Linked DNA regions of Mus musculus: all the other regions are linked to region 2. Evidence: chromatin contacts called from public HiCAR-type, HiChIP or PLAC-seq and promoter capture Hi-C data. All regions are on one chromosome and are shown on one strand. The core of a region is the stretch at or near the end of the contact, and the rest is flanking DNA. Distances in the headings are between cores, read along the strand shown. Region 1 holds the start of Mocs3 (molybdenum cofactor synthesis 3). Region 2 holds the start of Pfdn4 (prefoldin 4). Region 3 holds the start of Bmp7 (bone morphogenetic protein 7). Region 4 holds the start of Tfap2c (transcription factor AP-2, gamma). Region 5 holds the start of Spo11 (SPO11 meiotic protein covalently bound to DSB). Region 6 holds the start of Rbm38 (RNA binding motif protein 38).

Region 1 (5,024 bases), core at 961-3,460, 2.3 Mb before region 2:
ATTATGTTGATTTTGAAAAAGGTAATTCCATTTTGATTGGAGAACATCCACTGCAGGATGTAGCTCACTGGAGAGTTCCACCCTCCAGTATCCCCAAAATCACTCAATAAAAAGATAGCCCAGAACTTTAGAGGCTGAGGATGGAGGCTGGGGTGTTCCAGACCAGCCTGGTTACAAAGCGTGAGAGGGAGCAAGGAAGTAGAGTGCCAAGGTTAGGGACGGGGGTGTTGGACTCATAAATTAAACAGAGCAGAGACACTAGCATATAAAACTAGAGCTCATTAAAACATCTGGAAAAATCTGGCAGAGCCAATTTAAAGATAAAACCTGGGCTGGAGAGATGGCTCAGAGCACTAACTGCTCTTCTAGAGGTCCTGCGTTCAATTCCCAGCAACCACATGGTGGCTCACAGCCATTTGTAATGGGATCTGGTGTCCTCTTCTGGTGTGTCTGAAGAGAACTACAGTGTGCTCACACAAAATAAATAAATCTTAAAAAAATAAAAATAAAACATAAAGAAAAAGGATGCTCGCACCACACATCACAGGGCCACCATATAGAAACTGATTTTTATTCAGATGCAACCAAAACAGCAATCCTAAACCGGGTGGTGGTGGTGGTGGTGCACGCCTTTAATCTCAGCACCTGGAAGGCAGAGACCAGCATCTGAATTCCAGGCCAGTCAGGGCTACATAGTTTTGACCTTGCCTCAACCAATCAAACCATGCAGACTAAGGCTTTTACAAATCAGTACGGTAAGGTTGTGCTTTCTAGAAAGAGGAACTATGTACCAAGTATTTTGTTTTTCTGAGACAGAGGCTGCTAATATAGCCCTAGCTGCCCTCGGACTTGGTACAACTCGTTTGCAAACGTATCCCTTGTAGTGCATAGCTTGGGATCAAGTATTTTTTTCTTGCTATTAGAAAATATGGGCACAGCGTCCTCATTGTCGTTTGAGAAGCAAAAGCCAACCAACAAACAAAAAGCTCTGGAAACAATCTGTGTTCTTCTGACGCACTGTCTAAAACAGCGCACTGCTACGCCATCCTACTCCTGCAAAATCCCGTTCTGTAGGTTGACAGTAAAAGATCGCCCATGATCATCACAGCATGACACTCATCTGGCCGTAAAGTACTGACTCCGTCCTGCCACTGCCATCAGGAGGCATTTTATTTACTGTTTAGTTCGGAGACCTTTTTTTTTTTTTCTTAAATGCGTAACACTTTCACTATCAAAATTCTTGTTCCTAAGAGCTAGGGCTCTGCCTAACAAAGCGAAAGGCCCCGTGTTTTTCAAAACAACACACAAATAAGCCCGGGTTCCTAATCAAACTCGGCGAAGATGCTCGCTCCCTGCCAGCTCATCAGCAGTTCTCTGACAGCGCAAACAACAAGCTTACGTAAGCGCTCGGCCCCAAGGCGATGGGGAGAACGCTGGCTCGGGACTCCCGGCTCCGGCGGCGGATCCTGACCGCCCAGAGGTATGAGGTCATACCTCCTCGCCCCGAAGTCAAAAAGAAGTTAAGTTAGCCCTTTAGAGAGAACAGGCCGGGGACGCAGGCCAGCGCGATCTGTCAACAGATAGACACCGGACTCGCTAGAGACCTGAGCAGGAAGGAGAAAGACGCGGGGCTGTGCTCCTCGGTTCTCCCCGCTGGGGAAAGCCGCGAGCAGGCTCGGGAGGGAGCGGAGACCGGGCCTCCGGGGGTCTCCTCGCGCAGCCAACCGCCGACCTGCAGCCCGCGGCCGGCTCCCGGCCCCCGCGCGAGAAGCCCCTTCTACCTCTCGGAGAAGCTCTTCACCAGCAGCCACACGATGAGCGGCAGGTTCTCCCGTTCGTTGTAGGTGGGCAACAGCACCGAGTACTTGTCCTGTCGCGAGGAGCGGCCCTGCGGCGGCCGCGGAGACGCAGCAAGACTGCGACTCGCCCCCGTGGAAGCCATGACGGCTCTGCGAGAGGCGCCGGAAGCGGACTTACGTCATCCGACACGGGCCGTACCAAATCTCGGAGCATGGGGGAGGCTCGGCGCTCCGACGTCCCAGTGTGGTCCCCGGGAAACTTCCAGATATGGTGACCGTTTCAAGCCAATCGTGACGGCTTCCCCGGATAAAAACCCATTCGTTTCACTTTCAAGGGCCAGGAAGCGTCTTCGTTTTCCAGTCGCTAAGAGACAGGCAACCGGAAACGGAAGTCCCTTCCCGGCTCTTTCCGGAAGAGGCTGTCATGGCTGCCCCGGAGGACGTAGCTGCCTTACAGGCTGAAATCACCCGGCGGGAGGAAGAGCTAGCTTCGCTCAAGCGGAGGCTGGCCGCGGCCCTGACAGCCGAGCCGGAGCCCGAGCGTCCGCTCCGGGTCCCGCCGCCGCCGCTGGCGCCCCGGGCCGCGCTGTCGCGGGACGAGATCCTCCGCTACAGCCGCCAGCTACTGCTGCCGGAGCTGGGCGTGCGCGGGCAGCTGCGCCTGGCGGCGGCGGCGGTGCTCGTGGTGGGCTGCGGCGGGCTGGGCTGCCCGCTGGCGCAGTACCTGGCGGCGGCCGGCGTAGGCAGGCTGGGGCTGGTGGACCACGACGTGGTGGAGACGAGCAACCTGGCCCGCCAGGTCCTGCACGGGGAGGCGCAGGCCGGCGAGAGCAAGGCTCGCTCGGCGGCCGCGGCGCTGCGCCGTCTCAACTCGGCGGTGGAGTGCGTGGCGTACCCGCGCGCGCTCGCCGAGGACTGGGCGCTCGACCTGGTCCGCGGCTACGACGTGGTGGCAGACTGCTGCGACAACGTGCCCACGCGCTACCTGGTGAACGACGCGTGCGTGCTGGCCGGCCGGCCGCTAGTGTCGGCCAGCGCGCTGCGCTTCGAGGGCCAGATGACCGTCTACCACCACGACGGCGGGCCGTGCTACCGCTGCGTGTTCCCGCGGCCGCCCCCGCCGGAGACAGTGACCAACTGTGCAGACGGCGGCGTGCTCGGAGCGGTGCCCGGCGTGCTAGGCTGCGCGCAGGCCCTCGAGGTGCTCAAGATCGCCGCCGGCCTCGGCTCCTCCTACAGCGGCAGCATGCTGCTCTTCGACGGCCTCGGGGGCCACTTCCGCCGGATCCGGCTGCGGCGCCGCCGGCCTGACTGCGTCGTGTGCGGGCAGCAGCCCACCGTGACCCGCCTGCAGGACTACGAGGCCTTCTGCGGCTCCTCGGCCACCGACAAGTGCCGCGCCCTGAAGCTGCTGTGCCCCGAGGAGCGGATTTCTGTGACCGACTACAAGCGGCTTCTGGATTCCGGGGCGCCCCATGTGTTGCTGGACGTCCGGCCTCAAGTAGAGGTGGACATCTGTCGCCTGCCGCACTCTCTCCACATCCCTTTGAGTCAGTTGGAACGCAGGGATGCGGACAGCCTGAAACTCTTAGGGGCTGCCCTCCGGAAAGGGAAGCAGGAGTCGCAGGAAGGGGTTGCTCTCCCGGTGTATGTGATTTGCAAACTGGGAAACGACTCCCAGAAAGCTGTGAAGGTCCTGCAGTCCTTAACGGCAGTGCCGGAGTTAGACTCTTTAACTGTTCAGGACATCGTGGGGGGACTCATGGCCTGGGCCGCCAAAATTGATGGGACATTTCCACAGTACTGAGAGGACAGCATGTGATTCGTGTGGATGACGGTTGTGATACCTGAAGAATCTATTCGAGCTTTACAAAATAATGTAGGGAAGAGCCTGGATTCACGGTCTCCGAATAAATAAACGGAGACCTCCCCCCCCCCCCCCCCCAAGGAGCTTTTTGAGAAAAGAGGATAGCATTGCCTCTGAGAGCTACTTTTGGGCACTTGTGCAGCACCTTCAACATGTGACTTGGTACGACAGGATTTTTTGTTTCCCACCCGGTCAGATTAAACTGAGATTAAACAGTTAAGATGCAGCTTTTACAACTGAATTAATCACTTACATTCATCCTATTTTTAAATTAAGGTCTTCTTTGTGAGGTTGCAGAGATGGCTTAACTCGGGCTACCCCCCACCCCTACCCCATGGGGGCGGGACATCCTGGTTTGACTCCCAGAATTCATGAGTTGGCTCTGCAACTCCATTTCCATGGACATCATATGCTGTCTCCTCGACTCCTCCAGCTCCGGGCAGGGTCTTGGTGTACAGATATGCATGCAGTCAAAACATAAAGTTTTAAAATATAAGAAAAAACGTTTTTAAAAAGATATTGAGTCTTAATTCTACTTCAAATGATAGGCTATATATACCCCTTAAAAATACTTAACATGGGTAGCATTTTCATTATCTGGAAGTTGATTGTTGTAGAACCGATTGAGAGTTCAGAGTGCAGTCTTGACAGTTTAGCAACATGTGTCCATCAGCTTCCCTCAGAAGTTGCTAGCATTTTTCTTGTACTTAGCTCCAGTCTCTGCCTTCGGCTATACCAGTGGTTCTCAACCTCTTGGTCGAGACCCCATGGGGGTCAGATGGCCCCTTCACAAGGTTGCCTAAGATAATTGGAGAACAGATATTTAAATTATGATTCATAACAATAGTAAAATCACAGTTATGAAATAGCTATAAAAATAACTTTTGTGGTTGGGTGGGGGGTCACCATAACTTGAGGAACTATTAAAGGGCTGCAGCTTTAGGAAGGTTGAGAGCCACTGGCTTGTGCTCTGGCCGATAACACGTGGCATTGGTTTAACTACGTTGTGGGCCTGCTTTGGAATTTTCCAGTCCTAAGTTTCAGCCTTTTGCTCCATCCCTTTGTCTTTCTCTTTGACTCAGTGTACTCTATTGCAGCATTTTGTTTTGTTTTGTTTTTGTTTTTCGAGACAGGGTTTCTCTGTATAGCTCTGGCTGTCCTGGAACTCACTCTGTAGACCAGGCTGGCCTTGAACTCAGAAATCCGCCTGCCTCTGCTGGGATTAAAGGTGCTCTCGAAATCCGCCTGCCTCTGCTGGGATCAAAGGCCACCACGCCCAGCCAGCATTTTTTATGTAGGCATTTTTATGTTTATTTGCATAGTAAACAGTTTGACCAACCCTACTGGTGAAGGTCGGT
Region 2 (4,452 bases), core at 694-3,193:
ACCCTCTCTGACACACTATCCTTATTTAACGGGTTGTTTGTGGTCTGTCTCCTGTCAGTAGACAGCAAGGTGCTGGGGGACGGGGTACTTTATCTGTTTGACATGCAGCATCCCCAGTGTCTGGTGTCTTTTCGGTCCAGTCAACATGCCACTAACTACAGATTCTCCATGACCACTGCAGCCAGACACTAGCTCTCCCTTCTGAGTCTGGTCTAAGGGTTACAGAGTTCAGGACTGGGGTTTGCGGTATATACAAATGAGTTCCTCAAAAGTGGTGCCACCGTAGTAATTCCAGGTCCAGAGATTTGACTCTGTATGTGCAACTGCTAAGTAGCAGAGTGCAAACGGCAAACCTTCCTCAGGAGGGTGTTAGGACTTCACTCTGTGGAGTCCAAGTTCATTATATCCAGAGGGCTTGATGGTATGCAAGCAATGAGCAGGATTGCATTGTAACGATAGGAGATAGATTGTAACCAAATGGGCACATGCATTATACATTAGAACAGCGGTTCTCAACCTGTGGGCCGTGATCCTTTTGGAAAGTCGAATGGCCCTCCCACCCAGGTCAAGTATCAGACATCCTGCATGTCTGGCATTTACGTTACAATGTATAACAATAGCAAAATTACTGTTGTAAAGTAGCAATGAAATAATTTAATGGTTGGGAGTCACCACAACGTGAGGAACTGTATTAAAGGGTCACATTAGGAAGGTTGAGACCCACTGCGTCATAAGCAGACAGGCGAGATCTGCCCCTCTTCCCCTCCTTGGCATGCCCTTGTGCTTGAAGCCATAGGAGGGACTGGCAGAGATGCAAGAGCGCCCAGCCGTGCTTTTACTGTCCTGCGGCTCACACCTGGTCCTCCCTGTCCCTTGGTAAATGAGACAATGGCCCATACCCCAATACTCTAAGCTCTTCTGCCCTCAGACCTCCGACTTTCTGAGAGCAAAGTCTTGGCTACCGAAGTTAACAATGGCCCTGGTTACTAAGGAAGCTCGGTGCCCACTGGGCCCTGTGTGGGCAGTCTTCCCAGGCTAACATATTTGAGCGAGTGGAAGACATATTTCTGAACCAATTTAATTTTAAACACATAAAAGAATTCATTTCAGTTGCACATGATGGAGCACGCCTCTGATCCTAGCGCTTGGAGAGCAGAGGCAGGAAGATCTCTGTGAGTTTCAGGCCAGCTTGGTCTACACAGCTAGTTCCAGGACAGCTAGGATTACATTGCAAGACCCTGTCTCTAAATATAAATAGCCAAGCAACCGTCCAGTAAGCTATTATCTAAGCATTTAAGTTTGTTATAGCGCTCTAGGTCAGTGGTTCTCAACCTATAGATCGGGAGCCCTTTACAGAAGCCGCCTAATACTATCAGAAAATAGATATTTATTGACATTATGACCCAGCACCGTAGCAAATTTACATAATGAAGTAGCAACAAAACTACTTTTTATGGTTGGGGGGGGCACTACAACATTTAACTGTATTAAAGGGTCTCAGCACTAGGAAGATTGAGAACCACTGCTCTGGATCTTTTTGGGTGTCACCTACCTTTGGCTTCATCTATTCCTGGCTGATCCCCTAGTGTCCCCTGCAGTGATCAGTGGCATACAAGCTAAGATCAACTTCAAGAGTGGCCTTCAGCTTGTAGCTTCGCCAGCACTGGGTTTTTATGTGGTAGGGGCTGTAGATCGAACTCAGGTCCCCATGCTTGAGTGCAAATACTTGACCAAATGATTTACCAAATACTTTGCCGAAGCCACGCCCTTACCCTCCTTAGCTTCTCTCTAGGTTGTTGAATAAATGGAAAAAGAATTTCTTAAGCTTCCCATTCCACACAGCTGGGTGGTACCCAGCGCTCCCCCTGCTGGCCGTGGCTGGGATCTCGGGCCCGACTATTGGCCGCTTTTGGTATTTATGCCGGCCGAGAGGGAAGCTGCCTGTCCCTTTAATTGGAAGATACCAAGTGTTTCCAGGGCATAGTTTTTTTTCCTGAGTCCTTGCCCTGGGAATTTATAGTTCAGAGACACAGATAGCAGCAGTGTTGAGATAGTGCTGTGCGTTAGGGGGGAGTCTGGCTCAGCAGGGCTCGAGAGGGACCTCGGGGGGTGACGCACGCCCGAGTGGTTTTCCCCCGCGCCCCGTGGTTCAGTCCAAGATGGCGGCCACCATGAAGAAGGCGGTGAGTGCGGCGGGGCCGGGGTCCGAGGAGCCGTGGGCCGGGGCGTGTGAGGAGACGCGGGGCGCTGGGGGCCGGGGTCTGAGGAGGTGAGGGATGCGCGGGGCCGGGGCCCGCGCTGGGTACAGGGGTGCTTCTGTCCGCTCCGCTCGCCGTCAGGGCAACCGCCTCACCTGCTCAGGGTCGTGCATCTCCTCGGGCACCGGGTCGGGCTCCGCATCCCGGGCCGTCTGCTACCGCATCCCGGGGCGTCGTCTGCTACCGCACCTCTGTGCTCCGCCCCGGACCGCTCCGGTCGGTCCACGCTCCGTGCACCGAGTGTCTAATTGACGTTGAGAGCAGTCGGCCCGAGCGAGCGCGGTGGCTCTCCGGGCTTTTCCCAGCCATTAGGAAGGACACGGGTCCCCACGCTCTGCCCCGCACACTTCACAGCCAGCCAGCCAGCCAGCCATTCCTTTGGTGACTCATCTGGTGAGATGCTGGGTCTGGTGATTTTTGTTTGGTCAAATTAGAGCTCTTTATCATTTTTAAAACGACGTCCGATCCTTGTTCATGGGGCTCGGTGTGATGTCTTATCACACTTTTGAAAGACACGGACTTGTGTGTGTGTGTGTGTGTGTGTACACACCAGACTGGTCCACGGCTTCCTATGCAGTCAGAGATGATTTTGAATTTCTGACTCTCCTGCCTCCACTTTCCAGGTGCTGGAATCACCGGTGTGTGCCACTACCCCTGGCTTTTGGTGTGCTGGTGTGGTGGACCCAGGGCTTCATGCATGACAGGCAGTAGACATGGCTATGCAACCCTTTCAACCAATATTTTGAAACTTGAGCTAAATTTGAGCCACCAACTTAAGTTAAACTTCCATGTGGGTTTTTATAACCTAAACGTGTTTCCAGGAGTGCAGGTGTATCTAATACAGGGAAAGAATTGCAGAGGAGGGGAAAAAAAAAAAAGAACAAACAAGCAAACAGCTGATAGCTATTGGGGCTTCACAGTGTGTTCGGACAGTTCTTAGCATTTGCTAATTATTTTGATCTGCTGTGTCAACCTTTTGGGAGATTCTGTATTTATTCACTTTTAGCTGAAGAGGAAACTGAAGCGCAGAAGAAAAGCTGTGATTTAAAGAGCATTTGCACTCCAGGCTCCTGTCTGTCTGTCTCTCTGCCTCTGCCTCTCTCAGGCTCCTTGTCTGTCTGTCTCTCTGTTTCTCTGTGTGTGTGTTAGTGTGTGTGTCTCCCCCCCACCCCACCCCGGGCTCCTTGTCTGTCTGTCCGTTTGCCTGTCTGTCTCTGATGAGAGGCGCTTGGCTGAAGACAGTTGCTTTCACTCTACTTTGTAAGGCCCCTGTAGAATGCCTTTGTGTTCTCGCTGTTGGCACCGTGTAGTCAGTGCTTCTGACCACTGAAGGTTGATGCTCAGCATCCCAGTTCATTAAGAGGGAATGGCTGCTGAGCCTGGGGAGGCTTCAGAGTTCGAAAGAGCCCCTCGCCCTGGTCTGTCACCCACAAATTATTACACGGTAGCAGAGTACAGTCCGGGGCCACGGTGATTTGGCCAGGTAGGAACAGGTTCATTTTGCCTCTCTTGTTAGACTGTGCTCTCAGCTGTGGGTTACACTGGTCAGTTCCACGATAAACATTGTCCTTGCTTTTGCTTTTCTGAGACAAGGTCTCACTGTGTAGCATTTGCTGGTCTGGAACTCTTAAGAGATCTGACTGTCAGCTGAAATTGTGGAGAGCTTTTTGGCTGGGGACCCAGATCTCAGTACCTGAACTTGGAATAGAGTATGGTTTATTTCCTCTTAACAATCCCATAAGGTGTTACTGAGGCCAGGGTGTAGTCAGGGTCCAGGGCAGCTTACTTTCTTCTTGAATTTGGAGCAAGTCATGTCTTGTATAACTAGCAGAATTCCCTTAACTCTACAGTGATCCTTTTTGCCATTCTGCCTTCATTTCTCACATAGCCCAGGCTGGCCTCAAACTCACTATGCAGCTGAGGATGACCTTGAATTGTTAATCCTCCTGCCTCCGCCTCCCAGGGGCCAAGTGGCTTCTGGTGGCTGCTGTTTGTCAGGGCTATGTCGGGAAATGCCTGCTTTGGAAAAAGCAAAAACAGCCAACTTCCAGCACTCTTTGATGTCAAAATATCTGAGTCTGATCTATCGTAATTTAGATTCTAATTCAGAAATCTTTCACCAGTGTTGCTTGTCAGGCAGGCCCTACTAGGGCCTCTCACCTGAGTTGCTTTTAAAGTCCTCGTGGTGACAGAC
Region 3 (5,016 bases), core at 2,208-4,707, 2.4 Mb after region 2:
CTACCCAGAGGAGTAGGGGGCTTGTTAATCCAAACCAGTTTACAGATCTTGCCATTGAACTTTGGGGCCAGAGCCAGGAGGATGGGTGTCCCACGCAAGCCGCAAGTCTCTGGCTTTCCCAGGGACTTTATGGTTCAGGCTGGTCTTGTCATCTGGGACAGTCAAGTCTTCACACGTAGCACCTGGTTTTGTTGTAAATTTCCCTCTAGTGTAGATCCCACTAGGCCTGGCAAACTGCTCAAATTCCAGGGAGAACAACTTATAAGAACAAAAACCAGTTTGGCTGCAGACAGGACAATAAAGGTCTGCAAAAGCCCTCAGGGTTGAAGCAGGAGTCCCCAGGCAGGCAAAACTGAGGGGGACCGGTGGCGGAGGTGTGCCGCAGTCTGTCTCTGCCACCAACACCAAATGCTCTTAGGGTGACAATGGGGCAGTTTGACAGGAACGTTTTTTCTCATTCGGGAGCAAAGGGTAAGAGTGAACTTGGCATTCTAAAAATCTTGTCTATTTCTGATCTGACCATGCTTTCTCAGCAGACTCAGTGTGGGAATAAGTTTCCAGTCACTACCCGCTTCTCCAGCCCAGCTGCCATCCCCCAAGTCACACCAGCAGGAGTAGGAGGTTCCTGCCTGTGCTGTGGCCCAGCAGAGATTAAAGATGCACCTACAGGAAGCTCTTAGCAGCTACAGTCCTGGGCTTCCCCTAATTACCTCTAGTTTAGCGACAGAGAGAGAAAGAAAACAAGACCCAGTTCATGGGTTCTGTTAAAAGCCACTCTGCTATCTAATTAGGAGTGATGATCCAGAGAGCCAGGCCTGAGAAAGTCAGGACGGTCCCACAAAAGCCCAAAGCCAGCCTCGCTGATTGAGAGGCTCAGACAAGCTAGGCTTTGTCCTTTCAACATGAAAGAAAGAACGGACTGAAAGGTGTGTGTGCAGCCAGAGGAAGCCACCCAGCTGTGGCCTCCCCAGCATGCCCCAGCTTGTACCCAAGGCCAGGGGGGGAGCAACCGCCCCCGCCAGGTTCCCAGCAGGGCCCTGGGAGCCGCCCTGGAAGCCACCTGGCCCTTTGGGATGCAGGCGGCCAGCTGGGGCCATACTGCCAGACCTGAAACACAGAGACTGGCACCAAAGTCAGGGATTATCTATTGCTGCTTGATGAGCCAGGCAAGGCGCTGAATTGTCAGCTAGGACCCACTGCCTTGCTGGAGATCACAGGAGAGAGCAGGAGAGGCCATAAGCTCTGACCCTCACGCAGGGAGAGGGCCTTGTTAAGCCTGGCTTCGGGATGGCCTCACAGATCCATGCTGACCACATGCTGCTAAGCATCTATTGAGGACTCTACTTTAGTTTAAGGTGATAAATCCACATATTAAAAAAAAGAACGGACACAGTGAAAGGCACCCTCCATCTGCCAGCAACCTAAGCCCTACCCCCAGGAAAATCTCTCTGCGATTGGCCTTTCCTTCCCTCAGGACCTAGAGGCCTTTCCAAAGCAGGGCCTCTTCTTAACAAGTGTCTAAGGAGAATTAGAATTTGCTCTATATTATTTTGGCAGCTCTATCACCAGCTTTTACACCCTGACCCTTGAGTCATTATTTTATATTTTTGACCTTTAATGGAGCCAGACAATATCTCCCAGAAGCTCCAGGGCTTTTTATCTAGAGCTGAGAGGATTAACTGGGACCCTGTCTTCACGGAGATCCCTTCCGAGCCCCGGGTGCCCAGCGAGGGAGGGGTGGTCTTCAAGCTTCATTATTTCCAAGTTGACACGGCGGGAGCCCATGGTGCGTTTGGTGTCTTGACCTGGGGTTTTCTCAGCAACTTCCACAAGCAGAATAAAAGCGACACAGGAAACGGCACTATCAGGACTTGTTATCACCAAAGCCAAATATTTGATGATCTGCCCCACAGCGCACGGCTGGGGGTTAGTTTGAGCAAGTTGAATACGTGTGCGCGCACAGCTGCAGGGGGAGCTGTCTCAGACCAGCCGCAACCCAGCCTCGCATCACTCACTGGGTTGGCTGGAACTCCAGCAGGGAAACGGGTTCCCCAGCCATTCCATGGCGGCCTCTGTTCCGAGGTCCCCAGCCACCCAATCGCCAAAACCCGTGGTTTGCGCGCCACACGTGATAAACGCTGAAAATGGATTCTGCCCGCCCGGGACCTATCATTAAACATTTAAAATAGAAAACTCGCAATGGCAACGTTCTTTCCCCGGCTCCAGCCGAGAGTCCAAAGGTGGGCGACTGGCGGCTAGGCGAGGAGCCCCGCGGCACTCCGAGCGCACGCCGAAACCAGCGCTCCGCAATGGGACAGGTAGGGTCAGAGAGGGGAAGAAAAGGGGATGCGCGGGATGTCAGAACCAAGCTGGCCTCAGAGGGGCAGAGGAAAGGCGGGAAGGCAGCTTTGCCCACAAGGGCCCTTTAAATCCAGGTAGCGCGGGCCGCTGAAGCCGGTTCAGCTCACATGACCCAGCCGGGCGCTTTGAACTAAGCCGCTGCCGAGCCGGGACCTCCCGCCCCTGAGTGAGATGAACCCGCGGCGGAGCAGACAGAGACTCAGGGCTGGGGGTGCACCCTCCGGATAGCCCGGACAAACCCTCCGAGCCAGCAAGACTTATCCGAGACGCACAGAGCTTAAAGTCTACTAAGACCCCGGGGCGAAGAGTCTCTGGCGGGCACTGATGCTTTGCAAATGGAAAGGTGGACCACAGTGGCTGTAAGCAGAGACCCTCTCCCAGTCCCAAAGTGGCCCCAGTCTGAAATATATCCCCTCCCACCGCCACTCACCTAGGTTGACGAAGCTCATGACCATGTCGGCGTCAGTGAGGAAGTGGCTGTCCTGCAGGCTGGCTAAAGGGGGGCCCTGGGTACTGAAGACGGCCTTGTAGGGGTAGGAGAAGCCCTGTCCGTCCGGCCCGCTCTCCTCCACCGCCATGGCGTTGTACAGGTCCAACATGAACATGGGCGCCGAATTATGCTTTCCCTGGAGGTGCGGGCGCGGGCGATGGGGCAACCCTAAGATGGACAGGATCTCCCGCTGCATCTCCCGCCGCTCCTGGCTGCGGAGGCGCCGGTGGATGAAGCTGGAGTGCACCTCGTTGTCCAGGCTGAAATCGGCCAGGGCGGAGCGCAGCAAGAACAGAGGCGCCCAGAGCGCCACGAAGCTGTGTGGCGCCGCAGCGCGCAGCGAGCGCACGTGCATCGCGCCGGCTCTACGCGCGATCCGGGGCACCGGGCCCGCGCCGCCCCAGGTGGCAGCGGAGGGGGCAGGGCAGCGGTCCACGACCCGAGGTCACTTGCTGCAGGCGAGCTTCAAGGCGGCCTCGCCACACATGGCCACTCCCCGGCCGGCTGCGCTTTGCCCGGGACGCCCCTGTCCTTTACTCAGTTCTGGCCCGGGGCCCCTCGGCCCGCACTCGCCAGGACGCACGGCAAGGCTAGCACAGCAACTCCAGAGAGCGAGCAAGAGAGCGAGGAGGCGGGCCGGGGTGGGAGGAGCAGCAGCTTGCAGACCTACAAGTCCGGAGAGCGAGTGCCGGAGAGGCAGCTGGGCGCTGAGCGAACCCTAGCTCCCTCCTCCCGCTCTGATCGCGCTCGGGCCCGCGGGCACCAGCAACAAACCCCTTTCCGATCTCCCGCGTGCCCAATACAAGGGCCCTGCGCGCCCGGATCGCCCGCCCGCCGCCTCGGGAGCCCCGGAGTTGGGCGCGCTGGGGCCGGGGAGCGGGGGAGGAGCGGGAGGACTGACTTCCCCGCCCCTCCCGCTCCCGCTGCCTCCCACCTGCGCCTGTCCCCGCCCTCCCCAAGCCTGGCCCAATGGCTTCATTCATTCCTCCCAGGGCGCTCTACAAATATTTACCGAGTGCCCACCGGGTGTCCGGCACTGGGACAGACGCCGCAGGGACCCAGAGAGAAGAATCCCAATCTGCCCAGCTCTCTCGGGACTCGCACTTGGAAGTGGCCAAAGTGTAGCAACTAAGGGCTGTGCTAGGAAAGCATCCGGGAGGGAGCGCAGGAATCCGAGAAGGCTCCTCGGAGGTGGCCACTCTTGGACCTGGCTCATCTTTCGAACCGCCCCCCCCCCAACACTCCATTTGCTCCAGTCATGCAAAACCCCCTCGGTACCCCCACCGCTTGCCCCTCTGCTATCCTGGCTTTTGTTCCTCGGGGAACGTTCTCTCCCTGCCCCTCCCCCCTCGGGTGCCACTTCCTCTGGGAACCTTCCAGGACTGGCAGAGATAATGTGGAGATAAAGTTCTTTCTACACTTCACTCCCCCAACACACACACACATACACACACACACACACACACACACGCGCACACACACACACACACACACACACCTCCCCTCAAGTCCAGCACCCAAGGGATCCGGGCCCAGGTACTTCTCGGCTTTTCCTTCCCAAGTATCTTTTAACCCAAAGCCTTCAAACCCCAGATGCTGCAGCTCTACAGAGTACATAAGTGAAATCTGGGACTAGAGAATGTTCCCACCCCCCTCCTCTCTTGGGGGGGCGGGGTCCTGACATGAGTCCTTTGGTACCTCACTGTCTAACAACCCCACCCCTAGCCCCAGGTAGGGCCTGAGGAGTAGGCAGTTGGTACCCAAGTTCAGAAGAGCTCCCGACTGCATTTTCCTGTCTCAAAGGACTAGCCTCCCTCTCCTCCCAGGAGGAAACGTCCCAGACAGATACTGGGTCTCTCAGTGGATTGCTGCTCTTTGGAGCCTCCGTTTCCTAATCTGAAAAATGGGAGCAAAGCAGCCTTCACCCAGAATGGCAGTGAGTGAGTGGGGATGGTGAGCCAGGCTTCCTGCTTTGCTGAAGGTGGGCGACAAGCCAAGCGTTTCAGGGGTGGTAAAATGGCAAGTAGGGGCTGGGGAAGGGCCTTGAGTAGGGGGTCCCTCTTGAAGTCCTAGGGTGAGATGGGAAGCCTGGTCTTTCAGGCTTCCTGGAACAGAGATAACTACCTAGGTCTCTCAGGGCTCCTTGGTAGGAATTTTAGGTGATG
Region 4 (5,141 bases), core at 14-2,513, 2.0 Mb after region 2:
AAATTATTTTAGTCTGTGGATACGGGAGGCACGTTCCCAACAGGTCCTGGCCACTGGGCTGATGGGTATCAAGAATTGTGTAATTGGCTTCGGAATCAATCCGAAATAGTCCCTGCCTCCAATTCCACTGTTTGAAGCCAATCTCCATATACTGTTGGGACGGACTAACAAGATTAGCTCTCGAGAACTGTGGACTTTCTGTTTGGGATGAAAAAAATTAACTATAACAATTAGGCCAATTATTTTCGTTTCGTTGAATTAAAAAATAACACTGAGTATTGCTTTTTGGCTTGGACGGAAAATCTTGGGGTGCAGCAGCATTCTGTGGATAGAAGCTTTGCTTTCTGCCTCCCATGGGACGAGGTGTGCCCATATCTCAGGGCGACCTCCCTGTAGTCCCCCTCCCACTTTACAGCACCTCATTCCACGCGGCCCGTGGCGATGGAGGTTTATTCTGCCTGGAACCTCTTTTCCTGGGCGAGTAGAGGCTTCTGAAGAGCCGCCCGTGACAGCTGCAGAACCGGCGCTCCGCAGGGCTGGGCATCGCAGCAGGGATGGGCCTGGGCGGGGGAGCTCGGGTCTCCTCCAGCCACGGCCCGCAGCCAGATACAGCTTCGGGCTATAGCTGCAGCACGCGGTTGTCCGATTTATTCACAGCAGGTATTACCGTGAGTTTCCTCTTTGGAGCTGGGGGAGCGGACTCCTTCTCGGAATCCTTCCCCTCCCTTCCCTCAGTGGGCAGGTCAGTAAAGTACCCAGGGAGAGGGAAAGGGGGGGGGGGGCACTAGGGAACAGTGGGACTTTAGCTATTTCTCAGCCCAATCCTTAAATGTCTGTCGGAACAGCTGGGGCGAGGTGTCAGGGAACCCCAGGAGTTGAGACACCCTGGAATGGGGCGTCTTCAACTCTCAAGTGACATCCATTTTTTAGGAGGATGAAGGACGGTTCTTGAGGTGGGGAAATCCCAGCTGTCAGCTCTGCCAGTCTAAGGTGTGCAAGGGGGCTGGCAGGCAAAGGAAGCCACGTTTGGGCACCTCAGCTTGGCAGGTCTGCGGTTGTCAGAGACCGCCCACTGATGCCCCTGCGAGCCCCTCGCGACGCCTGGTCCTGCAACACGCTAGGCAGGGTGCGGGGCGGAGCTAGGCAGGGACTGGCTGGGGGCTGCCCCGCCCGGCGCCTGGGCCTCCGCGCGGCGCCGGCCCCCGGGGAGGAGTTATGATAATTTCCTTCCCATTAAGGCGTTCGGGTCCCCCGGCTATCGCCGGGACACACTGTGAGGGTGAGGCTTCTCCGGTCCACGGCTGCGGCCTCTACACACCCACGGCGACCACATCTCTGTGCACAGCCACCGATGCGCGTCCAGTGACTGGGACAGCAAGGCCGGCGCGCGCGGCGGGGGCGGCGGCAGACGCCTGGCCACCGTGACCCCGATTGTGGATTTACCGCTCGGGGGGTGGGGGGAGCCTGGATTTAACTGGCGACTATTTTGGGGGACGCCGGACGCCATGTTGTGGAAAATAACAGATAATGTCAAGTATGAAGAGGATTGCGAGGTGAGCGGGGGCTAGGGAACGTAGCCCCGCCGGCCCGAGCGGGGTCCCAGGGCTGCTGGCCAAGGCTGGGGACGTTTGCGCGGAGCCCTCGCCTTCGGGAGGGATGAGGGCCAGTCTTCGGCCATCTCCTGGGCCCCTTGTTGAATCTGGTCTTGTCTCTCGGGGACAAGGCCTGGCAAGAGCGTGGCAAACCCACCCGCAGAACTCAACTGTGGGTTCCTACGAAGCGCACGGCCCTCCTTTCCATTTTCCCCGAAGAGCGCCCTGTCTCCGGGTCTCAGACGTGGCTTTTTTCCCACGAAGTCTGTCCAGTGTCCACGGAAGCTTCCCTGCCAGCGACACCTTTGAGGAGTCTCCTCCAAGGAAGGCTTGTCACCTGCCCCGCTACCTCCTCGAGAAAGAAAAAAAAAAAAAGAAAGAAAGAAAAGAAAAGTCCAAACAACTGCAACCTGGTTTTCAAGAGAAGTGGGGGTTGGGGACTGTGGGGTGGGGGTGAAGCCAGATGGGGCCTTGAGCGCTCGCGAGTACTCTAGCCTGTCGGACAGGTTGAGCTAGAGTTTCGGAGAGTAGGAGGGAGGGAGGCGGCGAGCGGGAAGAGGAAGAAGATTCAGGCGGCGCGAGGCGAGCACCGGGGAACGTGGGGAGGAGAGGCCGGCGGCCAGGCTGCGGGAGCGCACCGCACCCGCACGACCTCGAGGGGCTGCCCCTGCGTGCATGCCCGGGCGGCTTCCGCTAGGGGGCGACAGTGCCCCGCTCCTGTGTCCCTGCTACCCTTCTGACCCCTGGGACTGATGAAGACACATCTTTTAGGAATTAAGTCTGACCGCCTTGGGGCGAGGGGACGTGCGCAGGCAAAGGTTGCCCAGTTTGGCAGAGTCTTTTCATTCCTTCTCTACACCGGGATGTGTGAGAACCTTGACCATGGCCGGGCTGGAAGACCTCACTTCCTAAGGCGCAGAAGGCACGGGCTTGGCTAGCAAGGATCACAGCTCCGATCCCGCGTGTCGGCTCCCGGTCTCTCCGGACGACATTACTATGAGGCCTTACCTGAGAGTGTCACTTCCGCGGCGCGGCCGCCTCTTAAGGGAGTGAGAGGGGGATGATCCTTGGGGCGGGGAAACGCGCCCTTCGTCGGCGTTGCGCATTATCCGCGCTATTTGCGCGCCGCAGCGACATGGGAGGAGGGTTGTTGAACGAGGGCGCTGTGCGCCGAGGTCGCCGCACGCCGAACCCCTGGGGCACGGGTAACCGGACTGTGGCGCGGAACGCGCTCTTGGCACCTCCAAGCGACGCAGCGCGGGAACCTTCGCCAGAGGGCTCGAAGGATTCGTCCCCTCAGGTCTTAGACCGATAGGCTCACAACGAAGTCCGGGGAGCTCATTGTCCCCGGGGGCTCTCGGGCTCTGGGGCGGATCGAGACGGGTGGTGTGAGCTTGGTGGGGCGCATAGGTGCCCCTCTCCTGGCTTGCTTGTTCGCTGTAGCAGGGTTTCGTACTAACCGGGTCTCTCCTGTTTCTCTCCCAGGATCGCCACGACTCGAGCAGTAATGGCAACCCTCGCATCCCTCACCTCTCCTCTCCGGGACAACATCTCTACAGTCCCGCGCCGCCTCTCTCGCACACCGGGGTTGCAGAGTACCAGCCGCCTCCTTACTTCCCGCCGCCTTACCAGCAGCTGGCATACTCGCAGTCCGCCGACCATTACTCGCATCTGGGAGAGGCTTACGCTGCCGCCATGAACCCCCTGCACCAGCCTGCGGCCACCGGCAGCCAGCAACAGGCCTGGCCGGGTCGACAGAGTCAGGAGGGCTCTAGCCTGGCCTCGCACCACAGCCGCTCTGCAAGTCTAATACCCCATATTTCAGGGCTGGAGGGGGGCTCGGTGAGCGCCCGGCGGGAAGTCTACCGCCGGTCCGACCTGCTGCTGCCTCACGCGCACGCCCTGGAAGCCGGCCTGGCTGAGAACCTGGGGCTGCACGAGATGGCTCACCCCATAGAGGAGGTGCAGGTGAGCAGCGGGGGCGGGAGGCTGGGGGTGGGGTGGGGGTTCTACCTTACCCTCCAGCCTTTCCACCTTCCTCCAAACTTAAAAGAAATTGTCATTTCCCCCCCAGAATGTGGACGACGCGCACTTGCTCCTACACGATCAGACTGTCATTCGCAAAGGTAAACACTGACTCTTTCCGCTTGTGTCTAACACGTGGCTCTGACCAGTGAAGTTGCCCCTTTTCTGCAAAGGCTGGGGTATTAAGTGGCCAACACGGCTCACGTAGTGGAGAAGACCACGCTTGAACGAAAGTCAGTTCCTGGCCTGAACGAAAAGAACTCTCAGGAGCTGTGATTTTTAAAAGATTGGGTTTTTTTTTGTTGTTGTTGTTTTTTGGGTTTTTTTTTTTTTTGTTAGTGGCCATATTTTTTTGAATCAAATGTTTCAGTCTGTAACTCAGAGTGGCCTTGAATTCCTTGTAAGCCTCCTGGCTCAACCTCCCTAGTGCTGGCATTACAGGTGGGAAATACAATTTAACTTAAAAACGGGGGTGGGGGGGAGATACAAATAGTACCTTAGTTTTCTTATTCTGTAACAATTTTTATTCTTCAACAAACTGACCTAATTTTACTTTTTAGAGGTACATTTATTGTGGGGGTCAACATCTAACCTGCTGACGTCGGTTTTCACTGTCCACTATGTGGGTTCCAGAGATTGAACTTGGGTGTCAGGCTTGGCGGCAAGCACCTTTCCCTGCTGAGCCTTCCTTCTTGCCGGCATAAAAGAGATTTTACTTCTTCTGTGGAAGACAGTTATAGGAGAGGCTCTTAATTCTGACACTACTTAATAGGTTTCTCCTAGTATGCTGCCTTATTAAGGACAGACCTCGGGTTTATAGGAGGGAGGGATTGGGGAAATCGGATTACAGTGAGTGGGTGGCTCTTGATTAAGTTACACTGACAGGGTTACCAGTCTTTTTGAGGGGAAATGGAATCGTTCTAAATTACAGGCGGTTATGGTCTTGAGACTGTGAGCTCTATTAGTGGATTGGGAGAGGTTTGGAGAGGAAAACCTGAAAGGAAACAGTTTCTGAGTAGACCTAAGCAGATCTGGCTAATCTGTATTTCTGAATTCCCTGGTGTCAGCTGCACTGAAGGGTCTGGCGATGATCTCCCGTGGCTTCAGTTCATCTTGGAGGGGGAGGGGGAGGATGCCGTTTATTTCGTATTGAAGCGGTTTTTCTGAAAGCAAATGCTTTAATTAAACAGATTACCATGGTGGCCTGGAACAGAGAGAGAGAGAGAGAGAGAGGGAGAGGGAGGGAGGAGAGAGAGAAACAACTCTTCATGGAATCTTAACTAATTAAGGTCTGGAGGTGTTAACTCATGATTCCAGACTCCAGTCTTTAAAGCAAGGATACGGCTTTTAAAAGGACTTGCAAGAAGCAAGGAGTTTTCTGGAGGCAGACCTCAGCTTTGGTTTGCCCTTTTGTAAAGGTCTCTCTGCCCCATCCGTTTCTAATGGCGAACCTATTCTGTCCCCTACAGGACCCATTTCGATGACCAAGAACCCTTTGGGGCTCCCTTGCCAGAAGGACCTGGT
Region 5 (4,982 bases), core at 753-3,252, 2.5 Mb after region 2:
CCGTGTGTGAAACTCAGAAGAAAGCTGTGATGTCACCTTGCCCTCCCTCTTCAAGTCCTTCTGAAGCTTGCCTGTTGTGTGGCTGTCCTCCGGAGGAAAACTAAAACCAAAACCAAACCAACCAACCAAACAAACAAAAAGGCCACCACTCAGGACAAAGGGCTAGTTCCGCCAGGAAGAACCCTGCAAAATGCCAGCCCACCCTGAGCCAGACCCCTGGAGGCCCCTGGGTTCCCCAGGATCTGACATGAACCTGGCATCAAAGCCTCCCTCTTGGAGAACCGGCTCGCATGCTCAGCCTCGCATGCAGCTCTCAACCTTTCTGAGCCCAGACTCTCCATCCAGAAAATGAGGGTGAGTTTTCCCTACTCATTTCAAGTGTACCTATCTCCTGGTACACTTACCTGAGGTTCGCCCGTTTGTGTTCAGTTGCTGCATCTCCTTGGGCTGAGGGCTTCCTGAGGACAGAGACCTAGCTCCCTCATCCCTCTGGTAACCAGCACTGCATAGCACATGAGAGGCAACAGGAAGGAGTGTGATAATGATAAAGAAAGGCTCTTCACACAGGTCTCACACACACACACACACACACACACACACACACACACACACACACACACACACGCAGTGTTGGCTTTTAGCCTAGGCTCCACTCCATAGTTACTTGGCAATAGCCAGCTGGGCCTGACTCATTATAAAAGGGGTTGCTTGCCCCCTCCTCTCTCTCTCTCTCTCTCTCTTGCTCTCCTGTCCTTGCTCTCTTCCCCTCTTCCCCCTCTTTCCCCATTTCCCTCCCCCCTTCCTCCCCCCCATGTGCTCATAGCCAGCCTCTACTCCTCTATCCCCACCCCCCCTTTCTCTCAACTCCCTTCCCCATCCATGCCCTAAATAAACTCTATTCTATACTACAGAATAGTATAGGGAAGTGTGGCTGGTCCCTCAGAGGGAAGGGATGCCTCAGCATGGGCATGCAGAGAGGAGGCTGTTATTTCTGCCACTAGACTATTAGAAATAAAAACTATCAACTGGGGCCTGTGGTCAGGTGGCTCTCACGGGATCAGTCCCAGCATCTCTCATACACCTTGATTCAAGCCACTTTGGTCCAGTCAGTTTTTTACCTCATCCCAGTCTCTCTTTGTTAAGGATACGGTTCTAAGAGTCAAGGCTCCTCTAGGACTTCAGAAATCCCACCTTCTGCTCTAGAAGGCTCAGAGAGAATAAAGCGAGACATGTCTTACCGTAGGTCTGCAAGGAGAGGAAGTGATATTCACGCTATTAAGGCTTAGGATGGAAATACTATTTTCAGATAAGCAACAACTTTTTATATATTTTTAAAAATTCACTTTTTTTAAAAAAATATTTTTATGTGTGAGTACCACATGCATGCAGGAACCCACAGAGGCCAGAGGGCATGAGGTCCCATGGAAGTGTAGTTTTAGGCAGATATGAGTTGCCTGGCGGGGGTCCTAAGAAATGAATGAACCTAGGCTCTCTACAAGTGCATTAAAATTCTTAACGCCGAGCTTTCCCCAACGACAATCTTCTTAATAAAAGCAAATCCCAAACATGTTTTGGACAGTAAAAAGCCTTTAATCCCGGCACACAGGAGGAGGCAGGTGGAGAGGACCTGGTACAGAGGCAGGAAGCCAAACCAGGCAGAAATGTTTCCCTTCTCCCATACCTATCCCCAGGTCCATGACCGTCCTAGTGAAAAGTTGTAATTATTACCTCCCCAAATGACCCCCCAAAAGAGCTTTGCAAGTATTATTTCCCCTAAGTTATCAGACCAAGAAAACCTCGACCCCAGAGATCTGCATCTGAGAGCTTCATGTCCTCCCTGAAGGGTAGTGTGTGTGTGTGTGTGTGTGTGTGTGTGTGTGTGTGTGTGTGTGTGTGTGTGTGTGTGTTGGGGGGGCGCCTCAGAGGCCCCTGCGCCTGCGCACTCTGCTCCGCGGGCTGTCCCGCGGTCAGTGGTGCAGTGCGCATGCGCGTGGCTAGAGCGCGGAAAGGTTCGCAGGGGCAGGAGGCCTCAGAGCGGCTCCGCATCCGCCATTATGGCGTTCGCGCCTATGGGGCCCGAGGCCTCGTTCTTCGACGCCCTGGATCGGCACAGGGCTTCCCTGTTGGCCATGGTGAAGAGAGGCGCAGGGGAGACCCCTGCCGGGGCCACCCGCGTGGCCTCTAGGTACAGCAGCTCGGCAGGGCCATGGAAAGCCCGGGAAGGTTCCTCGTGGCGCCGAGGTGGCCTCCGTGGGGAGAGCGTCGGAGGCCACGTCCGAGCCCCGAAGTCGGTGCTCCCTAGTGCTCCCTGGTGGTGACCGGGACCCTGTACACACCAGATGTTTTCTAGAATGTTCCAGGCGCCCCGCTCTGGCTTAGTTCCTAGGTTTATCAGTGTCCTTTATAGTCAGAGAGCTTGAGACTTGCTTTGGATTTATGGGGCTTTGTCTTGTTTTGTTTTGTTTGTTTTTGTTTTTGTTTTAAATGAAAGCTGGGCTTTAATTTCAGCACCGGGAGGCTGAGGCAGGCAGGTTTCTGAGTTTGAAATCAGTAGTTCCAGAATAGCCAGGGCTGTTAGACAGAGAAACCCCATGTTGAAAAAAAATTGTGTGTGTGTGTGTGTGTGTGTGTGTGTGTGTGTAAAATAGGTTTGGGAGTGAGGGATAGAAGAGGAAAGAGAAAGTGAAAAGCGTTTACTCTCTGAACTACCACTAATTAATTTCTCAGAACTAACAAGGACATCATCACATTTTAAGTAATTTATAATAAGACTTTTTTTTTTTTAACCTGAAGGGAACAGATGAACATATTGTAAGTAATTTCTTCACAACCAACTACAGAGACTCTCCTACGGTTCACCTGACTATATCTTGACCTTCAGTATTTGTCTCAGCCTATTCCAAACTTTGAAAAAAATTGTGTTAGAAAATAGTAAATGTTTTAAAATCCATTTTCTGATCTATCCCCCCCCCCACATACACACAGTAGAAACGTTGAGAATTGTGTGGTTGTTAAAACTCAACATTTTGCCCATCTTCTTTGTTTAGCTTGGCTTTCCTCCTTAGGCAATGTGCCAATGTTGCTTAAAATGATTGAGATATATATTTTTTTTAAACTGATGGTTTGTGAAATTAACAGCCAGCTGGAGAAAGCTGGGTTCAGTCTTGATATTTTGTGGTAAAGAGGCATGATTTTTTTGTGGCCAAGTGAACTATTTAGTACAAAATTCATTTTTTTTTCTTTTCTTGTAGTGATTAATTTTTTTCCTTTTGAATCATTACAATTTAAGATGGTTAATTTTTAGTCATGATATCAATTTTAGGGCAATGTGCTATAAGAAAGTATGTATGTGTGTGAGAGCGAGCGCGCTTGCTCACTTGCAGGAGCGTATATGTGTGTTAATGTTTCTGCATTGAATTCTTGGGAAGGAAGTTCAAAGCTAGTCTTACATCATCCTCAGTTAAAACATTTTTACAGTAGTATTTCAAGCCAAGTCTGTATTGAAGTTCAGCGACATTGAAGTAAGTTAATGTGAGCAAATAAAAAATGTATTTGTAAGTTATATTAGCTCGTCATTAATGCAAAAGGGTTCTTTGAAAGAGGAATTTACAGGTAAATCTAATTTTTTGTAAGTAAGCGCTATGAGAACAGTTGTTGGAATCCATGCCAAGGTAAGAATTTGGTAAGAGAGATGGTTACTGACATGTGTTTGCAAGGCTTAAAGAGACAAACAGAAGCGAGGAGGGGTGGTCCACATCTGCAATCCCACCATCCAGGAAAGCAAGGGAGGATTGTGGGTTTGAGGCCATTCTGAACTTCATGGTGAGTTCCAGGTTAGCCTTTGCTACCTTGTGAGACCTTGTCTCCAAAAGCAAGACAAAACAAAACAACAAAAATATGATGAAATAAAGAAATTGTGCCAGGTGGTAGATGTCCATGCCTTTAATTCCAGCACTTGGGAAAGAGAGGCAGGCAGATCTCTTGAGTTTGAGGCCAGCCTGGTCTACAGAATGAGTTCCAGGACATCTAGGGCTCCACAGAGAAATCCTGTTGGGGTGGGGATTGGGAGGTTGTCTTTGTATTGATCTGGGAGATGTTACATGGTATAAAATTAGATCTTACTGTGTTTATTGTTTCAGTTCTGAGGTTCTTACAGCTATAGAAAATATTATCCAAGACATAATCAAAAGCTTGGCAAGAAATGAAGTGCCTGCCTTCACAATAGACAACAGATCGAGCTGGGAAAACATAATGTGGGCATTTTGCAATTTTATTTCTCTGTTTTAAAAAGATGTGTGTTCGTGCTCCTGCGTGTGTGTGTGTGTGTGTGTATGTGTGTGTGTGTGTGTGTGTGTGTCTGAAAGTGCATGTGCCTGTGAGTCTCCACGGAAGAGGATGTCAGATTGCCTGGAGCTGGAATTACAGACTCTTAGGAAGCCACCTGATATTGAATACTGGGAACTGAGCTGAAACTCAGTCCTATATAAGAGCAGCAAGCACTCTTAGCCCAGCCAGCTCTCCAGCCCCTGAAGTCTCATTTATTTGAGACAGAGTCTCACTATACTCCCTAGCTGGCCTGGAACTCACAATGTAGACCAGGCTGGCCTCAAATCTCCCTGCTGGGATTAAAAACATGTGCCACCAGGCCTGGCCCCTGAAGTATTTATTTATTTATTTATTTATTTATTTATTTATTTAATATGTGTACACTGTAGCTATCTTCAGACACACCAGAAGAAGGCATCAGTTGTGAGCCACCATGTGGTTACTGGGAATTGAACTCAGGACCTCTGGAAGAGCAGTCAGTGCTCTTAACCACTGAGCCATCTTTCCAGCCCTGAAGTTTTCTTTTAAAATTCAGTACCTATGTTGTTATTTCAATTTGTTTGAATTAGAGCTACAGTCACGTGTTATTACTTTCATCCTCTTCACTTGCCCCGTAAAAAATTAGCAGGTTTACAAAATCCGTGCTCCACAGGATT
Region 6 (5,130 bases), core at 2,210-4,709, 2.5 Mb after region 2:
GAACTTGGGTGTCTAGGCTTCCAGTTAAGCACATTTGACTCCCTGAGTCACCTTGCAGACTCCTAGCTCCAGAAAGGTTTTCAAAAAACCGGCTTGCTCCAAGATGCTATCTCTCACTTCCTTATGGTGTAATCTCTGGTTCCTCGGTCCCCTTGCTGGGTCTCTGGCATTTATTTAGCTTTTGCTGGCTCCCGGGGCAGGATTTCCCGCACTAAAACGGGATCCTCCACAGCACGGGCCAGCGTTGAGAGCATCACAGGGGTGGTAAGAGCTGATGGTAGTTTCAGGCTTGTGCCAAGAGCTCCGCCCAGAGGTGCTGACCCTGTGAGAGTTATAATTATCCCCTAGTGGCAGGAGGGTTCCAGGGACTGGCCAGCCCCAGTCCCGCCCCTTGTCCTTCTCAGAGCCAGCTAGCTAGGCAGCCTGTCTATGCCCACACCATCAAGGTTCCTGACGACTGGCCTTGCCAGCTGGGGAGTGGGGCAGCCCAAGCCTGAAGCCTGATGGGTTCTGAGCTTGAGAGAAGTTTCTTTTTGTCAGGTGAGGTTGGCCCAGCACAAACAGGTTTAGACAAAGTTTAATCAACTGATAGTCAGAACAGCTGGGTTATAGCCAGCAGCACCCCACTCTAGCCCAGAGGATGAGGTGTCAAGGGTTTCCCCCCAACTCCTGAGTTCAAATCCTGACTCTGCCCAATCTGGCTGTTTTGTCCTGGACCGTGCACCTACCTCTCTGGGATTCTGTCTTCCCAGACCTCACAGCAGGGGACCAGGGCAGCTTCTGAACGAGACTGGGAGGATGAAGTGGGGTCTCAGAGTTGGATTGGCTCAGGATCCTCTGTGGATGAGCCTCCGTCCACCCCACCTGAGAACCAGGCTGACGAGAATGGTATAAGGCTGCCTCTGGTTAAGTCATCTATCTAGGGAACTCCTCAGTGAGCCAGCACCGCAAAGGCCAGATGAAGTTCATGTTTAGTGATGCTAGAGGCAGTTGCCAGTACTCAAGAAATACCACTGAGCCAAGCTCAGGGGGCAATAGCAGCACGTGGGAGGCTGAGGCAGGAGGACAGGAAGTTAGAGGTTGGCCTGGGCTGTATAAAGAGACCCTGAGTGAGAGGTGGCAGGGAGGCGGGGATTCGTTAGTAACTGCAGCTGTCACTTCTGGGCCTTTTGCAGTCACCCTTCCCTCTCCCCACTGGCCGCGCTTGCTTTCTTGCCCTCTTTGTCCCCTCCTAAGTGCCCACCTGGGCAACTGTGCCTAGCGGGCGTGCTTTTTATGCAGACTTCTGCAACTGCACGGTTCGGGAATGAAAGCTTGGCGAGTGATTGCTTCCCATTCATAGCAACCCTGGCCCGGAGTCGCGGCCGTTAGGGCATAAGTGTTCAGAGCAAGGCGAATCCACACGCATGGGAGGGAGGTGGAGAGCCTGGACAGGTGCAAAAGTGGGTGATACGGAAAACCCAAAGAGTCAGGGGGAAGCTACGAACAGGGACGGCCATCCCACAGCCATAGTTTCAAACTCGCAGGTTTAGCCAGCCCCCCGGGGTCACGCCCGTGCGCCGCGTTCTCGCATGTTCGGAGGTCCCCTCCCCCTCCTCCCGCCCAGCACGTGCCTGCAGCGTCCGCCCAGCGAGCTTCTTGGGGCGGGGCCCTAGGGAAGCGGAGGGGCGTGGCTGGGCGGTGGCAGGGGCGGTGCTGGGACTTGTAGGCGAGGAGCCCTGAAGCTAAAACAGTCTTTGCCACCAGCTGCGCTATGCCACACTGGGGAAACTGAGGCCCCAGGAAGGAATCGAGGTGGCTCAAGACTTCAGGGCCAGGAAGTCTCGACGCTTTAGGAATAAGTAAAAAAAAAAAACAAAAACAAAAACAAAACACACTTCAACGAGTTTTCAAAAGGCGCTTCTTTAAGGGGTCTTTGGTCTGGAGCCCCCTCCTCTTTACGTTCCACCAGGGATTCACTCAACAGACGCCTCTCTTGCTAATCCCTACGCTACGCCTTGAGCAACACTTGCTAGAGAGCTCCGTCAGCAGCAGAAGACCTTAGACCAGAAAGAAGCCCCGGTTGGGTAGGGTCTGGGGAGAACAAGCCTTACAGCAAAGGAAACTTGAAGCGAGGAAGGTAAAGCCAAGAGAGTGAGGCGCTGGGCAGGGGTATCCCCAGCAGGCTCGGAGTTCTGCTCTGTGTGAAGGGGACTAGACTGACTGGGGCTGAACCTGCCCAGAGGCTGCCTGCCTTACTGTCCGCCTTGACCAGTGGGGCCAGGCCAGTTTTAGCCCCACTAAAAGCTGTAGGTCTTCAGGTCCCAGTGTGATAACCAGGAATGGGGACATGAGGGACGCAGGATCAGGGCTGCTTCCTGGCCCGGAGGCTAAAGCATCGTGCCTGCTTCTGTGCTGAAATTCCCATTTTCTTCTTTCTATTTTATGGTTTCCCATCATACAGGCTAGCTTCTGACTTTCTGTGTAGCAGGGTATGGACCCGGAACCCTCCCACCCTCCCAACTCCTCAGTATTAGGATCACCGGTGTATTCCACTCGGCTGTTTGAAATTTCTGTCTCTAACAAGGGCCCCACGTTTGCATTTGCGCTGGTGGGGAAGAGTTCTGCAGACTGGCATCATGGTCCCAGCCTTGGCCCACGTTCTACACAGGCCATGTCATGCCTTCTGCTTGTTCTCCTGCTAAGGGTGACCCCACAGGCGGTCCCATGTCAGTGACATGGGAGCCCAGCCGCCTTTGTTCTTCCTCACAGTAGAAAGTAGAAAGTAGAAAGCTCTTAGCTTTCTACAAGACTGTAAAAGGTGTATTCACTATCGATTAGCCCTCATTTTCACAGACTACCTAGTGTCCCGGGGTATGCCATTGTTGAAGTCCCAGCAGAGAATCCCTGACACCACAGGACCGCCAAAGTACGTGTGATGTATTATGGTGTGCGTGTGAATTATTTTTATAAACATGGCAAATTCACTTTGCCCTTTATTTTTATTTTTTATTTTTTGGAGACAGGGTATGATTTAGTCCAGCTGGCCTCAAACTTAGTATATAGCCAAGGGTGGCCTTGAACTGACTCTCTTTCTTGAGTGTTGGGTTTACAGGTGTGTGTCACCAGCCAGGTTTTTGTGATGGGGAGATCAAACCACAAGGGTTCGCGAATGAGTAGCTGAGGCACTCCTTCGGACCTTTTTTTTTTTTTTTTTCGGACCTTTTAACAAGTACGTTTGCACCCCTAGTCGCTCGGGTGTAAACCACTGAATCAAGCAACGCTTGGAATATACCGGACCGTGCGCCCCGCGAGACAGACAAGCTGATACCGGCGAGCACCTAGGGGCTAAGTCACCTCATTCGCCGGACCCGCGTCCTGGCACGCGGGACGTACTTAGAACTACAATTCCCGGCGGCCCCCGCTTCCAAAGGCGTGTCTTAAACGAGAGGGGCGTGACCGCGGGGCGTGGCCGGCTACAAAGGCGGCCGGCAGCTCGCAGGGCGCGGAGTAGACGCTTCGCGGCGGACGGAGAAGCGGCGCGGGACAGCGTGGGGAACTCGGATTCGGCCTGGGACACCCCCGCATGCGCCGGCCGGCTCGGTAGCGGCGGCCCCGATGCTGCTGCAGCCCGCGTGCTCCCCGAGTGTGTTTCCGCGGCCGTCCGCCGCCCCCAGCGCCATGCACGGCTCACAGAAGGACACCACGTTCACCAAGATCTTCGTGGGCGGCCTGCCCTACCACACCACCGACGCATCGCTCAGAAAGTACTTCGAGGGCTTCGGAGACATCGAGGAGGCCGTGGTCATCACCGACCGCCAGACCGGCAAGTCCCGCGGCTACGGCTTCGTGAGTGCCCGCGGCGCGCGCACCTGCCGCCGCCCCTCCCCCACCGCCTCCCAGACCCGCCGCGCGCAGCCGGGACTCCGGGGCTTCCCGGGGCCGTCGGCCCTTCCCCCACACTTTCCAGCTGCCCCAAAGAAGCGTAAGCTGTTAGCGCCAGCGACTTGAAGACGGTTTCCCACTTCCTTCCACTCTAGTGTCCCCAAACTAATTCTCTGAGAAAGTTAACGGTACTTACTGATGGCCTGGACAGCGGGGGGGTGGGGAGGACTCCCCTTGAGGTTCCCTTTACTCCACTTCCTAGGGGATTGTCGCTGTCCTTGAAGGCACTCCGCACTTGAACTTTGGGGAAGGAGCTGCAGCCCTGGAGGCAGAGAAGACAGTGCCCCAAGGGTCCTAAATACCAGATACTCTTCTGGGAGGAAAGACCCAGAGATGGCCCGATGCCCGGGCAAAACCCCCTTCCCTTCTCTGCCTTGTTTTCCTCAGCCAGCCACCAAAGCCCCTGACCCTCTGTGTTCCTGCAGGTGACCATGGCAGATCGGGCAGCGGCTGATAGGGCTTGCAAAGACCCTAACCCTATCATCGATGGTCGCAAGGCCAATGTGAACCTGGCCTACCTGGGTGCCAAGCCTAGGAGCTTACAGACGGGTAAGAGCTTTGAGTTTTCTTTCCAGCCCTCCTTGTTTCTATATTCAGCTTTGGTATCTGTCTGATGGAAAAACGCTGCCCCCGCTCCCCCTTTGTCCCCGAGTGGCAGCCAGCAATCATGTGCCTGCAGAGGCAGCCCAGGGCAACCACCCCTGGCTTGGGAGCTTGCTCCTCTTTCTCGGCAGTTTATGGTCCCAGGGATAATGATTTTTTTTTTCCAAAGTCTCCTACTCTTGGGGAGGGAAGAAGTCAGATGCCGACCAGGCAGGGGATCATCCCGAAAAGCTGGTACAGCCTGTGGACTTAATGTGCTTTGACCAGGAGAGTGGCGCGTGTTATTTGCCCTCCCTGTGTGTGGCCCTGGGACCTTACCCATGCAGTGTGCTGTTCCTAACTGCTCTCTTGTTTTAGGCTTTGCTGTTGGTGTGCAGCAACTACACCCCACCTTGATCCAGCGCACCTACGGGTGAGTGGCTGTAGCTGGCTGTGGGTGGGAAGGAAGGCCTTGAGGTGGGACAGCTGTGGACCTCTCAGCTCTTCTCAGGGCTGGGGAATGGCTGTTTTCAGAAATTAGATTGTGTATTGGGGGTGTGGAGGGAGAGATAAGACCCACTGCATTTCTCTAACCCAGAGGGGAGCACATGTCTTCGAGCCTGG

Evidence for each region. Promoter capture Hi-C pulls out the DNA fragments that hold promoters and counts their contacts. HiCAR-type assays count read pairs that join an accessible place to other places. HiChIP or PLAC-seq counts read pairs in DNA pulled down with a chosen protein or histone mark.
Region 1: an H3K4me3 HiChIP or PLAC-seq map of forebrain shows a contact between it and region 2, with 18 times the contacts expected there. The contact joins the promoter of Mocs3 here to the promoter of Pfdn4 in region 2. A contact is called at or near these places in 2 of 39 promoter capture datasets (both in the C10 cell line), 2 of 15 datasets of contacts at CTCF or cohesin (the G1E-ER4 cell line and large pre-B cells), 1 of 484 Hi-C or Micro-C datasets (the G1E-ER4 cell line) and 1 of 115 datasets of contacts at active chromatin or transcription factors (forebrain).
Region 3: a HiCAR-type map of astrocytes shows a contact between it and region 2, with 6 times the contacts expected there. The contact joins the promoter of Bmp7 here to the promoter of Pfdn4 in region 2. A contact is called at or near these places in 2 of 39 promoter capture datasets (hippocampal neurons and pre-B cells) and 2 of 115 datasets of contacts at active chromatin or transcription factors (astrocytes and embryonic stem cells).
Region 4: an H3K4me3 HiChIP or PLAC-seq map of embryonic forebrain shows a contact between it and region 2, with 3 times the contacts expected there. The contact joins the promoter of Tfap2c here to the promoter of Pfdn4 in region 2. A contact is called at or near these places in 1 of 39 promoter capture datasets (embryonic stem cells) and 2 of 115 datasets of contacts at active chromatin or transcription factors (astrocytes and embryonic forebrain).
Region 5: a contact with region 2 is called in a promoter capture Hi-C map of pre-B cells, with 3 times the contacts expected there. The contact joins the promoter of Spo11 here to the promoter of Pfdn4 in region 2. A contact is called at or near these places in 2 of 39 promoter capture datasets (the C10 cell line and pre-B cells) and 1 of 115 datasets of contacts at active chromatin or transcription factors (large pre-B cells).
Region 6: a promoter capture Hi-C map of pre-B cells shows a contact between it and region 2, with 2.9 times the contacts expected there. The contact joins the promoter of Rbm38 here to the promoter of Pfdn4 in region 2. A contact is called at or near these places in 3 of 39 promoter capture datasets (3T3-L1-derived adipocytes, hippocampal neurons and pre-B cells), 1 of 115 datasets of contacts at active chromatin or transcription factors (astrocytes) and 1 of 9 other capture datasets (adipose tissue).

What each region holds. Positions count from the first base shown.
Region 1 is chr2:168,228,412-168,233,435 of GRCm38.p6, forward strand. It overlaps Mocs3 (molybdenum cofactor synthesis 3), which reads left to right and starts at 2,211. Exons shown (of 1, transcript NM_001160330.1): 1 at 2,211-3,892. The coding sequence starts at 2,224. The coding sequence ends at 3,606. Dpm1 (dolichol-phosphate (beta-D) mannosyltransferase 1) reads right to left here and starts at 1,968. Exons shown (of 9, transcript NM_010072.4): 1 at 1,782-1,968. The coding sequence starts at 1,942. It overlaps Gm20716 (predicted gene 20716), which reads right to left and starts at 1,968. Exons shown (of 12, transcript NR_132310.1): 1 at 1,782-1,968.
Region 2 is chr2:170,509,287-170,513,738 of GRCm38.p6, forward strand. It overlaps Pfdn4 (prefoldin 4), which reads left to right and starts at 1,944. Exons shown (of 4, transcript NM_001110152.2): 1 at 1,944-2,183. The coding sequence starts at 2,160. It overlaps Gm16796 (predicted gene, 16796), which reads right to left and starts at 2,641. Exons shown (of 3, transcript NR_040367.1): 1 at 1,553-2,641.
Region 3 is chr2:172,936,864-172,941,879 of GRCm38.p6, forward strand. Bmp7 (bone morphogenetic protein 7) reads right to left here and starts at 3,458. Exons shown (of 7, transcript NM_007557.3): 1 at 2,792-3,458. The coding sequence starts at 3,206. Gm40010 (a long non-coding RNA gene) reads right to left here and starts at 2,782. Exons shown (of 3, transcript XR_867069.2): 1 at 1-2,782.
Region 4 is chr2:172,548,330-172,553,470 of GRCm38.p6, forward strand. Tfap2c (transcription factor AP-2, gamma) reads left to right here and starts at 1,264. Exons shown (of 7, transcript NM_009335.2): 1 at 1,264-1,553; 2 at 3,078-3,560; 3 at 3,667-3,718; 4 at 5,087-5,141. The coding sequence starts at 1,506.
Region 5 is chr2:172,977,840-172,982,821 of GRCm38.p6, forward strand. It overlaps Spo11 (SPO11 meiotic protein covalently bound to DSB), which reads left to right and starts at 2,003. Exons shown (of 13, transcript NM_012046.2): 1 at 2,003-2,185; 2 at 4,140-4,253. The coding sequence starts at 2,055. Gm52538 (a long non-coding RNA gene) reads right to left here and starts at 1,281. Exons shown (of 3, transcript XR_003953974.1): 1 at 1,239-1,281; 2 at 405-502.
Region 6 is chr2:173,018,443-173,023,572 of GRCm38.p6, forward strand. Rbm38 (RNA binding motif protein 38) reads left to right here and starts at 3,460. Exons shown (of 4, transcript NM_019547.2): 1 at 3,460-3,828; 2 at 4,350-4,473; 3 at 4,885-4,939. The coding sequence starts at 3,598.